Linked DNA regions of Mus musculus: region 2 is linked to region 1. The links are chromatin contacts, called in public HiChIP or PLAC-seq maps. All regions are on one chromosome and are shown on one strand. The core of a region is the stretch at or near the end of the contact, and the rest is flanking DNA. Distances in the headings are between cores, read along the strand shown. Region 1 overlaps Zc3h4 (zinc finger CCCH-type containing 4). Region 2 has its middle 19 kb from the start of Slc1a5.

Region 1 (5,934 bases), core at 1,554-4,053:
CTAGAAAAGCAGCTTTCAAATTTCTTTTCTTTTTCACTTCTGTTTGCAGTACTGGGGCTGGGAATGAAAGCTAGGGCTTCTTACATACCAGGCAAACAAAACACCACTGATGCACACATACCCAGTCAGTACTATTTTCTATTTCTATCTCGACAGGATCTAGCTAAATTACCCAGGCTGCCCATGAGCCTGCCTCAGCCTCTGGGGAAGGTAGGACTCTAGGGTTAATCATCAGACCAGGCTCAAACTAACTGCCTTTGATCTATACCTCCTTTACATTCTGTTTCATTTGATTACATTTTCTACCCTCTTCTGATGTTTATCTAATATGCAGACATATCAATACATGGATTTCATAACCCATAATGAGCTTATCAGTATGAAAAGTACTGAACCCGGTGAGTATGGTGGTTGTCTTTAATTGCAACCTCAGGAGGCAGAGGCAGGCAGATTCCCTCTGAGTTTGAGGTCAGCCTGATCTTTATAGCAAGTTGAGAACCAGAGTCAAAACAACAACAAAAGTACTATAGCACATTGTACTTGAGAGGTGGAAGAAAGACTTCTTCAAGTTTAAGGCCAACCTGGACTGCAGAATGAGAGCCCATCTCAATTAAAAAAGAGAGAGAGAGAGAGAGAGAGAGAGAGAGAGAGACTGAAGGGATGGCTCAGCATTTAAGAGCAGTTTCTAGACCCCAGGTATAACTTCAGTTCCAGGGGTTCTACTGCTTCTAGCCTCTGGGAACACCTGAACTGATGTACACATGTCAACACACACTTTAAAAATAACCAAGGAGAGTACAGGGCGGGTGGGGAGTGGAAGTACTGAAGTACTGTGCAGACTCAGGATGGCACACTGGGAAGAAATAGCATCTGTCACATACGGCCCATACGGCACATGGAGCACTTTCTGTGACTCAATCTTTTTGCTGATTTCCCAGCAAATGCTCAGGTTAAGGAGCTGGTGTGGGAAGCCACACCAGGGCCTGATGGTTATCCTTTGGCTTTTCTACTTATAAAGGTAACAGCTGTAGTACAAACTCAGACCTAACCTTAAAAGCCAAAGGAGGGCTGGAGAGATGGCACAGTGGTTAAGAGCACTGACTGCTCTTCTGAAGGTCCTGAGTTCAAACCCCAGCAACCACATGGTGGCTCACAACCATCTGTAATGAGATCTGACTCCCTCTTCTGGTGTGTCTGAAGACAGCTACAGTGTACTTACATATAATAAATAAATAAATCTTTAAAAAAATGTTTAAAAAAAAAAGGCAGAACATGCCTGACTCCATTTAAAAAAAAAAAAAAAAAAGCCAAAGGACACAGGGACACACAGCTGTACTTGCAGGACTTAGCAGGCAGAGGCAGAAGGTGAGCTGCCTCAGCTTGGTGAGCTACCCAGTCTGGGATAGAAGACCAGCTATGTGAGACCCTCTCTTTTAAGTCTTTTAAACAAACAAACAAACAAACAAACAAACGAGTTGGAGGCCAATGTGTATTACACTGTGAGACCTTGCCTCACAAACACAAACCATCGAACAAGTGCAGGGCCTAGGGTTCCTGCCCTAGTATCCAAACCAAAACAGAAATATGAAACATTTCTGTTCCAAGCCAAGGGCAGGACAAACCTAGCTGCTCAACAAACATAGGGACTCAGTCAAATTACAAGGGGTGCGAGATCCTGGAGTCTAACAGGCCTGGCCCGCAGAGATTCAGGCCAAGGGTTGGCTGAAGCAGAGCAAAGGGGAGTAGGAGTGGGGTTGGCTTTGGATCCCTAACTTCCTGGTTCTCAGGGGGCCAACCTCAGCTTGGAATGCTGACTCACTCCATTCTAATTGCAAAACCAAATGCATGCCGGTACACTGGGCATTGGCTCAAGACAGCTGGACCATTTCAGCATCTATACCAAACACTGTGAAACAAGAAGTGTCACAAGATGGCTTCCATGGACTTTAGTCCCCACCAGCTCCCTTTAAGAAAGCTGCCCAGCACCCGAGAGGCCTACTTCCGTCAGTCAGACACATCCTGCTTCTGTTTACACACGGAACAGCCAGTGTTCTATTTAGAATTTCTCCCAGTAAGGACAGAGGCACTGAGCGGCAGCCACTGTGTGGGTGCTCTGTAGCACCCATTGGACTGTGGTAACCCTGAGGAGTGGGCATTGGTGCTGGAGGGCACCAGCCCTGGACAGCAGTAGCTGCTTTCACATACCCACACCCTTCCTTCACATCCTGTTGCTATCTCCAGCGTTCAGAGATGTCACCACTTGCCTGACAAACAGGGAGCTGAGTCACCAATCAACAAAACCGAAGCAGGGAAAATGAGAGTAATTCTCTATTGGGAGGAGCAATGTGGCCAGGAGAAACAAGCTACTTACTCCTAGCAGACAGCCTCCAATCCTAATGAAAAATTATCTCTATGATGATGTAGCTGTAACTAGCACCAACCAAGAGGTCGTGTCTTCATTTCTATCACATCAGCTCAAGAATTATCTCAATGTGCAACGTGCCTGAAATTGATTTTGAAACCACTCCACCTCACCGCACAGCACTAACACAATATGAATTGCTGCACTGTTTCTAGCAGTGTATCTACAGCATTCAGACGCAACAGAGCTTTATAGCAGATGAGGCTCAAAACTTGGAAAGCCAGAGCTGGAAAGTTTGCCTTAACTTATCCAAACAGGCAGCTTGCCATAGTCTATGAGGCCTTAATTATGTAACTGACTCCAGACCATTTCCTCCATTACCACTGCCAAAGAGCAGGCTGCTCCTCCCAGGCCTTCAAAAGTCAGCAAGTAACTGCCAGAAAGCTGCAACCTTCCTGTTTGCCTGTTGTGCACCCCAGCACTGGTGAGGCACAGCCATGGGCCAGGCTCAACTCAAGCCATCGTCTCACTTCAGATGCCATGGCAGGCAGGCAGAATCAGCACTCTGGTACTACTAAAAAAGTCCATCCACAGAGACCATGAGTAGGTTCCCTGAATTTGGTTTGACCTAAAGCTATCCAGAGACCTTGAGACAGTTTAATCAGTGACTTTCAACAGAGGTATTCACAAATGGATCCCTAATCCTTACCTCCATGAAAAAGGTTTCTGGGGGCTCAACAGTGCCCAAGCCTCCCCAGCCCCTCTACAAAACCAAGTGAAGACTCTGACCTGGTTCTGACAGCCTTAGGGAGGAGCGATGGGCTGGAGTGGAGGCAGAGCCAGCGCCTAGAAATCTGTCCCAGGGTTCAGCTATATAGAAACAAATCCAAGAGCCACACTTTCACCAGGCAGAGCAGCCAGGACAGCCTGCCTTCCCAAACAAATTCCCTTTAGCATAGGTCTTTTTGGATAAGGAAAAACCACAAGGATGACTTTCTAAAACTGCTAGCTACCTTTACTTCCAGAAAGGTCTGTCTTGTCAAAAATCAAAGATGTCAACCTTACAGTACATGAAGGAAAAGTGCTTAGAGACAGACTAGGAGTGAGAAAGCCTGCACATGCTGAATGCGCTCTTTCCTCTTTGGTGGAGCAACTGGAGAATTGGGAGCTAGGGACTCTACCTTGGAGTAACTACAGGGTCAAAGCCCATTCTGCTCCTACTGGGAGATTTTGACTTACTTTCAAATGAAATCTTTCATCCAGAGGAAACAAAAACTTCCAAGCTTACAAAGTATGTATAAGCTTTGCTGTTAAAATCAGGGATTCCCAGTGACACCCTTTTCTTTTGCTTTTGCAACATCCATTAATTTCATTATTAACTGGTACATCAGTTTAGGGAGAAAAAAAAAGGTACTACTGTGACATTTCAAAAATATGGAATACCTAAACACATTTAACTTAATATTGGGACTCCTTTGCCAAAAAAACAAAAAACAAAACAAAACAAAAAAACAACAACAAATGAACCCTTGCAGGAATATGCCTGAGAGCTTTTTTAAATGTTTGGAGGAAATATTTTCACATTCAGAAAAATGACTGCTAAATTTTCATTCCCAAAAGGAATCCCATTTCCTAACATTTTATTTTTAAAGTTTAAGTGTTCTTTCATAACTTAGAAATTCTAACCATGTGGAATGGAAGGGTTATCAGCTGACCCTGCTTCTGCTCTGAGCTCCTGGTGGAACTTTACACGAGATGAGAACCTTCAGATGTTTTGTCCAGCTGACCCAGCGCACTGGATAGTGTGTTACGTTCGTGCTTTAGACGTTTTGTGCAGGAATTCTGTACATTCTGGAAATGTCTTCCTCAAAGAGCTGATTTTACATCAGACCACCACTGCATGGCAGTTACAACTGTGAATACATCTAAAGGAATAAAGCAAGCGGCCTGACAAACTGCCGCTTGCACGTGCAGATGGACATCATCTCCCCTGAGAACACAAAGAGGGAACCGGCTCCTTTGGAAGGACTAGGCTTGAGTGAGAAAGACTTCCCTAACAAAGTACTTCAGGGACCAAAAGTGGGCCAGGGGCACAATGGAACTTCAACGTGTTTTTGTCTTTTACAGAAGTTATGCTTGTAAAACACATCCGAAGGACAGTGTTAGGTCCCGCAAGCCACCGCAGCTGCTTTGGGTGGTGTTGAACTTGTATGTGTAGGGTGAGGGGACTGAGGGTGGAACATGTTCTCTCCAACATGACTGGGCGTGTGACACGTTTTACATCAACTTTTCGCGGTCAGGCATGTGCTTCGGAACAAAGAGCAGTGGACAGGAGAGATCAGGGCTTGACACAGTTTACACATACATTTGTGCTTAGACAGTACTTTACAAATGACTTGCTCGATTTAAATGTCTATCACCATAAGTAACATTTGAGTAAAAAATATGGAAAATGGGCCTGCTTGCAACGGTCTTTTCTGGGAGGGCGAGGGGATGTGACTTTAACTTGAATACAAGTACAAACCAAATTCTGTAAGCTTATCCCCTCCAGAGGGACTTGAGGGAGCCACTTTCAAATGAAGGCTGGAGACAAAGCAATGGATGAAAATAGAGGGACACCAAGGGTCTGAAAACATATTGGGCCTTTTCAATGGACTTTTGTCATGTTACAGTAACACTTTTTTTTTTTTGTAAGAAAACTGTGTACACCAAAAATTTTTAAATTAAACACTGAAAGGATGTGCAAGTCTAAAAGGGCTCAATAGGTTAGAATCCTGATTTGAACATAATAAATCCACTCTCAAGCATCACTTTGGTCTAAAGGCGAGGAGTAAGCAGGCAGGAAAGGGACTAAAAGAGGGAGATAATTGAATTACTCAATAAAAGAGGCTACTTACCATCCCAACCCATTGTAAGACATACACTTCTGACATAAGAGAACTCCTTAGAGGTCGGATAAAGCTTGCAAGCACCTTTGAGTAAAGCACCTGCCCCCGAGGGGACCAGGAAGCCCAACGTGGGCTTAGCGAACAGACCTCCGCTAATCTGTTTATTTCCTTGACTGCGAAGGGCTGCGATTCCCAGGACGATACATTTAATTAGAACAAAACAGGAAAAAAAAAATTGTAAAAAAAGCTCACCAAACTGCTGCACCTGTGTCTTTGAATGTGGGTGGCATTTCTTTTAAAAGGCAAAGGAGGGTCTGTGAAGGAGAAAGGGAGAACAGGAGGTGGGAGTGGGGAGAAAGGGCTGAGACCCATGGTCTGAAGGGGTCCTCTGCGGTTCCCTGACGGCTGCGAGCGAGGCTTCTGTCTAGCGCATTCTCCACCCTACCCCCACCCCCGCCTGCAAGACTAGCTTTTCTGCTCCCTGAAACCCACCTATTTTCAAACCTACTCACTCCAGCTCCCAGGAATCAGCAAACTATGTACCCCTTATCTTTCGGCTCCAGCAGGGCAAAAATGGCCCCAAACCTCTCATCCTCAAAACACGCAGGGCTGGTCCCATTATCACCCGCCAGAGAAGGGCGTGGGGAACCCATTTCGCACTAGAGGACAAGAGGCGCCACAGTT
Region 2 (5,934 bases), core at 2,288-4,787, 360 kb before region 1:
CTGACTTCTCCCCAAGTTGTCCTCTGAGTACATGCATGCCGAGAAACAATTCTGTAAAAATAAATAATACATTTTAAAAAATGGATTGAAGCCACTTAATTGAAGCCACTCCATCGCAGTGGGAATGGAGAGCCGGCTCAGCAGTTAAGAGCACTCTTGCAAAGAATCTGAGAGTGATTCCCAGAATCCACATCAGATGAGACACAGTTGCCTGTGACTCTAGCTCCTGAGGGTCAGGGATATCCTTGGCTACCTGTGCTCACGTGCACCTACTCACCCTCACTTCCCACATAATTAAAATTAAAATTAAAGACTTTTTTATTTTTGACAATTTCATACATGTATAGATTGAAATAAGATCATATCTACCCCATTTCCCCCTCCAACTTTGCCCATGTCTCCCTCCCAAATTTATCTTTTTTTTTAAAATATAACTAAGTCTAGTTAATGCTGCCCATATGTGCATGGGGTGGGGCAGTTACATGGGCATGCATGTAACTGAACATACACACATGTACAAGTAAGAAAATATAATAAAAAATTTTAATCAACAATTAAAACACACACACGAGTTCTGGGAATGGGCTTAGTTTGTAGAGTGCCTACCTGTCTAGCATGCAGGAAGCTCTGGGTTCCATCACCACATATCATAAATTGAAATGTGAAGAGGCTGACGCGGGAGGATTTCGTTGCGATTAAGGCCAGCTATGCTATGTAGCAATACTCTGTCGCACTAGCATTTCTGAGAAGCGTTGGCTTCAGTCCTTATAGTACACACTCATTTACACACACAGACACACACACATACATACATTCACACCTGCACACACTCACATATACAAACATGCAAACATACACAGACACTTAAACACAATACATATATACACACATACATACATGCATACATACTCACATAGACACACATGCATGCACGCACACACACAGAGTTGGATTTGTAGATCAGGTGACCAGAAGAATGGGTTCTTCTTTTTATTTTCTTCTCTCTCTATTTTTTTGGAGACAGGGTCTCATGTAGGCTAGGCTGACTTCCTGCCTCCAGAATGCTGGGGTTACAGATGTGTGCCCCAAGACCTGGCTCAGAGCAGTGTTACTCATAAGACAGGAGTTGGGGTGTAAATCTGAGGTTTGCTTTACAAACTACTTAGAAAAAGCTTAATCAAAGGTGTCATATGAACAAAGGCCACAAGGAAGAGAGCCATGGGGTTATCTGGGGTAAGGATGGGCACATGGCCCATGGTCAGGAGCAAAGGCTCTGGACAGGAAAGGCCAGAAGCAGTGCACTGTGGGTGAAGAATCAGGACACAATCCTAGGGCCACTTGATCATTTGATGGGGGCTGAGAATATAGATGGGTGATAAAAAAATAAAAATAAAAATGCTTGCCTGGCTTGCATAAGACCCTGAGTTTAATCCTGAAAACAAAATAAAAACGGTTGGCGTTTGCTTCTTCATCCTGGAGTTCTGTCTGTTGGTGTCTCGGCTTGTGCTGGGTGGATCCATCCTCAGTTCTCTAGAGTGTATTGCTAAACTTTCAGGAATTTCACAAGCTCGTTGGTTTTTTCCCCCCCTTTGTTGTGTTATGTAGCCCTGGCTGCCGACCAGTCTAACTATGAACTTACGGCCATACTCCTGCCTCTGCCAAGTGAGTGCTGAGATTGTAGGTGTGCACCACCACGCTCTCCTTCTCAAGGCAGTGGATAAACAGGGATCATTGCTGTTGTTCCTGTTGCTTTGAGGCAGGTTCTCAGGGGGCCTCAACCTCCCTCTAGTGACTGAGGTTGGCTTTGATCCTGCGATAATTTGGAGTTCATCTCCAAGTGCCAGGATAAAGGTTTAAAAAGCTATCTTAGAGTTTCCACTGCTGTGAAGAGACACTGTGACCAAGGCAACTCCTTTTTTGTTTTTTGTTTGTTTGTTTGTTTGTTTTTTTGCTTTGCAAGACAGGGTTTGTCTGTACAGCCCTGGCTGTCCTGGAACTCACTTTGTAGACCAGGCTGGCCTCAAACTCAGAAATCCACCTGCCTCTGCCTCCCAAGTGCTGGGATTAAAGGCGTGCGCCACCACCACCCAGTGGCAACTCTTATAAAAACAACATTTAACTGGGGCTGGCTTACAGGTTCAGAGGTTCAGCCCATTATCCTCATGGCAGGAAACATGGCAGCGTCTGAGCAGGCATGGTACTGGAGGAGCTGAGAGTTCTACATCTTGTTCCAAAGGCAAATAGAAGACTACTGACTTCCAGGCAGCTAGGAGGAGGGTCTCAAAACCCATGCCCATAGTGACACACTTCCTCCAACAAGGCCACACCTCCTAATAGTGCCACTCCCTGGGCCAAGCATATTCAAACCACCACAACCACTATCCACTACACCTACTTATTGGACCCAAGGCTGTGTGAAGGTGAGGTTAGCTTTCTGTGAAGACTGAGGTCTAAGGACAACTTGTTCAGACTGGTTCTTTCCTTCCACCATGAGGATCAAACAGGTCATCAGCCTTGGGATCTATTGCCTTTACTCAATAAACCACCTTGCCAGCCCATATTGTGTTTAAATCAGGAACTTATGGCACCAAGATTGGCTTTGAACTCCTGATTCTCCTGCTTCAACCTCCCAACTACTGGTATAGCAGACGTATGTATGCCACCATGTCTGACTCAAATGCACCCTTTTTATTTTATTTATTTTAATTTAATTAAAGTTATTTATTTTAGCCAGGTAGTGCTAAGGCATACCTTTAATCCCAGCTCGGGAGTTAGAGGTATGTGGATCTCAGTGAGTTCAAGGCCAGCTTGGTCTACATAGCTAGTTTCAGAACAGCCAGGGCTATACAGAGAAACCCTGTCTTGAAGAAAAAGAAGAGGAAAAAAAAGAAAAGAGGAGGGGAGAGGAGAAGAGAGGAGAGGAGAGGAGAGGAGAGGAGAGGAGAGGAGAGGAGAGGAGAGGAGAGGAGAGAAGAGAAGAGAAGAGAAGAGAAGAGAAGAGAAGAGAAGAGAAGAGAAGAGAAGAGAAGAGAAGAGAAGAGATGGAAGGAAAAGATCCTTATTTTATTTTGTGTGGTGGGTGTTTTGTTAGATCCCCTAGAACTGGAATTACTGATAGACGGTTGTGAGCTGCTGTGTAGGCGCTGGTCCTCTGTAAGAGCAGCAAGTGTTCTTAACTGCTGAGCCATCTCTCCAACCCAGGAATCCACTCTTAAGTAAGAAAACGGTGAGCTTTAGGGCCTGTGAGTGTCCTAAGTAGAACTTTCTCTGCGTGTGCTTACATAATGTCTACTTTGAGAACAAACACAGGCGCTGGGACCCTGGACTAGGCCTGATCCAGGTATGCAGGCTCTGCCCTTCCCTACCGGTGGCCCTCTGAGCTTCCTGCAGGGAGGCCCAGCCTGCTGGGGGTCTCTGATGTGGGCACTTCAGAGCCTCAACCTCTAGCCCACAGCCTATCCAGCTGGAGCCTGGAGTCCTCCCAAGAGAGCCTTTGAGGATGGGATAAAACAGGCTGGGGTACCTCCTGGGAAGAGCCTCAGGGCACGGAAGAAGGGAAAGAGAGAGAGAGGTGGAATTTCACTACCTCTTCCTGTCCGGTGCAGGCCATGTGCCTTCAATGATCAATTCCCATGTGTTCTATTAAAGTGTTCTATAAAAGTACCAGCCTAAGGGGTCCTGTCAGAGAATAGAAGGGGGGGGGGGAGAGAGAGAGAGAGAGAGAGAGAGAGAGAGAGAGAGAGAGAGAGAGAGAGAGAGAGAGAGAGAGAGAGAGTCCTGAAGAAGGAGGGGGCGGCTGGAGCAAAGAATGACCCCGCCTCGAGGGCAGTGGAGGCTGCCAAGCTTCCTCAACTTGTTCCAGAAGGTCCTGTAATGGAATGTTCTCCAAGCAGCCCATAGAAGGCTCTGGGGAGCAAGGGCTGTCCCTCAGGCTGTGCCTCTGGAAACGGCTGAAGTCTCTCAAAAGGGCATACAGATCCCCCTCCATCCCAGAGTAAAAAGATCCCCTAACATTCCAGCCGCCTCCAAGTGTCCTGTGTGGGTGAAAGCTGTGCGTGCCCCAGGGTGTGCGATGGGGGCCCTGGCCCACAGCACCCCTCAGCTTTCCCAGCATGCCCTTCTCCGTGGCTCCTACCCTTCCAACTTTTCCTCCCTGCTCTGTCTAACCTTTCTTCCTCCCGCCTTCCTCCTTCCCCCACTTTCTTTCGCAAAGCTTTTCTGGGGGTAGGGGTGGAAACAGACATGCAGCTGGATCTCTGTTCAGCCAGGTTTGTGCTGAGTTCCAGGAGAGCCAGAAGTACATAATGAGACTTATTTATCAAAAAATTATTGCCGCCCCCCGCCCCCCAACACACACACACAGGATTTCCTGCACACCAAGCAAGTGCTCTACCAACTAAGCTGCATTCCCAGCTCTTTTTTTTTTTTTTTTTTTTTTTTTTTTTTTTTTGGTTTTTTGAGACAGGGTTTCTCTGCGTAGCCCTGGCTGTCCTGGAACTCACTTTGTAGACCAGGCTGGCCTCGAAATTTGTCTGCCTCTGCCTCTCTAGTGCTGAGATTAAAGGCGTGCACCACCACCATCCCCAGCTCTTTTCAGAGAAAACGTCTTGTGGCATCGAGGTTGGCTTCAGATTTGAAACCATTCTCTCACCCCAGAGTCCCAAGGGCTTAGGGTAACCAACACGCACTACCAAGCCCAGATTTCTTCTGCTTTCCAGTCTGCTCCTTGTCCTTCTGTCAACCAGACCTCCCTCCCCAGCTGGGCGTGGTCCTCATCACCTCCCCTCCCCCCGCCCCCTCCGTCCTGAGCCTCTTAGCAAACACTGTTTCCCCTGCCACACCTCCCTCCCCACCTACTGGCCTACCATGATTGCTTCTGCACATTTCACCTCTGTGGCCTGACTTCCGCTCTCCTCAGGCAACTTACCAAGAGAGAAAGCAGAGCTTGCATCCTACTCATCCTACGGGAAGGCTGGAAACAAAAGGGATGGTTGAGAAGACCATCTGTTGTAGGGGTCACTGCCATGATAGGGAAAGAAGCAGCAGAGGAAGGAGGGTCGGAAGTTCAAAGCCAGTCTCAGATGCATTGAATGCTGGAGAGAAACAGAGAGAGAGAGAGAGAGAGAGAGAGAGAGAGAGACAGAGACAGAGACAGAGACAGAGACAGAGACAGAGACAGACAGAGAGAGAGACACAGAGACACAGAGAGAGAGAGAGACAGTAAGAGACAGAGAGAGCGGGAGAGAGAGAGGTGAAAAGGTGGACTAATAGCAATTGATTGGGACCTGTGAAGGACAGAAGGGATAGCAGGGAGCAGGGGTGGGGTTGGAACGTACAGTGAGGGGCAGCGGATGGGGAAAACGGGGCCTCTGACTGTACCGAGCATGCGCAGCAGGTGCTAGAACGAGGCTGTGGAGCCTCCATTCTAAGAGCTTAGTTCCTCTCTGCAATTTTTTTTTTTTAAAGATTTATTTATTTATTATATGTAAGTACACTGTAGCTGTCTTCAGACACTCCAGAAGAGGGAGTCAGATCTTGTTACGGATGGTTGTGAGCCACCATGTGGTTGCTGGGATTTGAACTCCTGACCTTCGGAAGAGCAGTCGGGTGCTCTTACCCACTGAGCCATCTCACCAGCCCCTCTGCAATTTTTTTTTTTTCCAGACAGGGTTTCTCTGTATAGCCCTGGCTTTCCTGGAACTCACTTTGTAGACCAGGCTGGCCTCGAACTCAGAAATCCGCCTGCCTCTGTCTCCCGAGTGCTGGGATTAAAGGCGTGCGCCACCACACCCGGCTTGCACTTCTATTTTTATCTCACATTGCTTTAATGCTGCCCAGTGGGCTTCTGCCTGGTACCGACCAAACACCATGAGGATGTGAGTCGTCATGGCAACCACATGTTTATCACTTTGGTCTGAATGATGAAGCCTGGCA

What was found. HiChIP or PLAC-seq counts read pairs in DNA pulled down with a chosen protein or histone mark.
Region 2: an H3K27ac HiChIP or PLAC-seq map of heart atrium shows a contact between it and region 1, with 6 read pairs. The contact joins two enhancer-like sites. A contact is called at or near these places in 2 of 39 promoter capture datasets (the 3T3-L1 cell line and 3T3-L1-derived adipocytes) and 3 of 115 datasets of contacts at active chromatin or transcription factors (bone marrow-derived dendritic cells, bone marrow-derived macrophages and heart atrium).

Annotation. Positions count from the first base shown.
Region 1 is chr7:16,402,085-16,408,018 of GRCm38.p6, reverse strand. The region is part of intron 1 of Zc3h4 (zinc finger CCCH-type containing 4); the gene reads right to left. Among named protein-coding and RNA genes, the nearest start is that of Zc3h4, 3.9 kb to the right of the region's middle. Within about 2 kb of position 2,803, at least 274 of the 459 cell types and tissues checked have an H3K27ac peak or open chromatin away from gene starts, as enhancers often do. A contact at or near this core is called in 3T3-L1-derived adipocytes and heart atrium, where this site is marked.
Region 2 is chr7:16,759,339-16,765,272 of GRCm38.p6, reverse strand. No RefSeq gene overlaps it. Among named protein-coding and RNA genes, the nearest start is that of Slc1a5, 19 kb to the left of the region's middle. Within about 2 kb of position 3,537, at least 73 of the 459 cell types and tissues checked have an H3K27ac peak or open chromatin away from gene starts, as enhancers often do. A contact at or near this core is called in 3T3-L1-derived adipocytes and heart atrium, where this site is marked.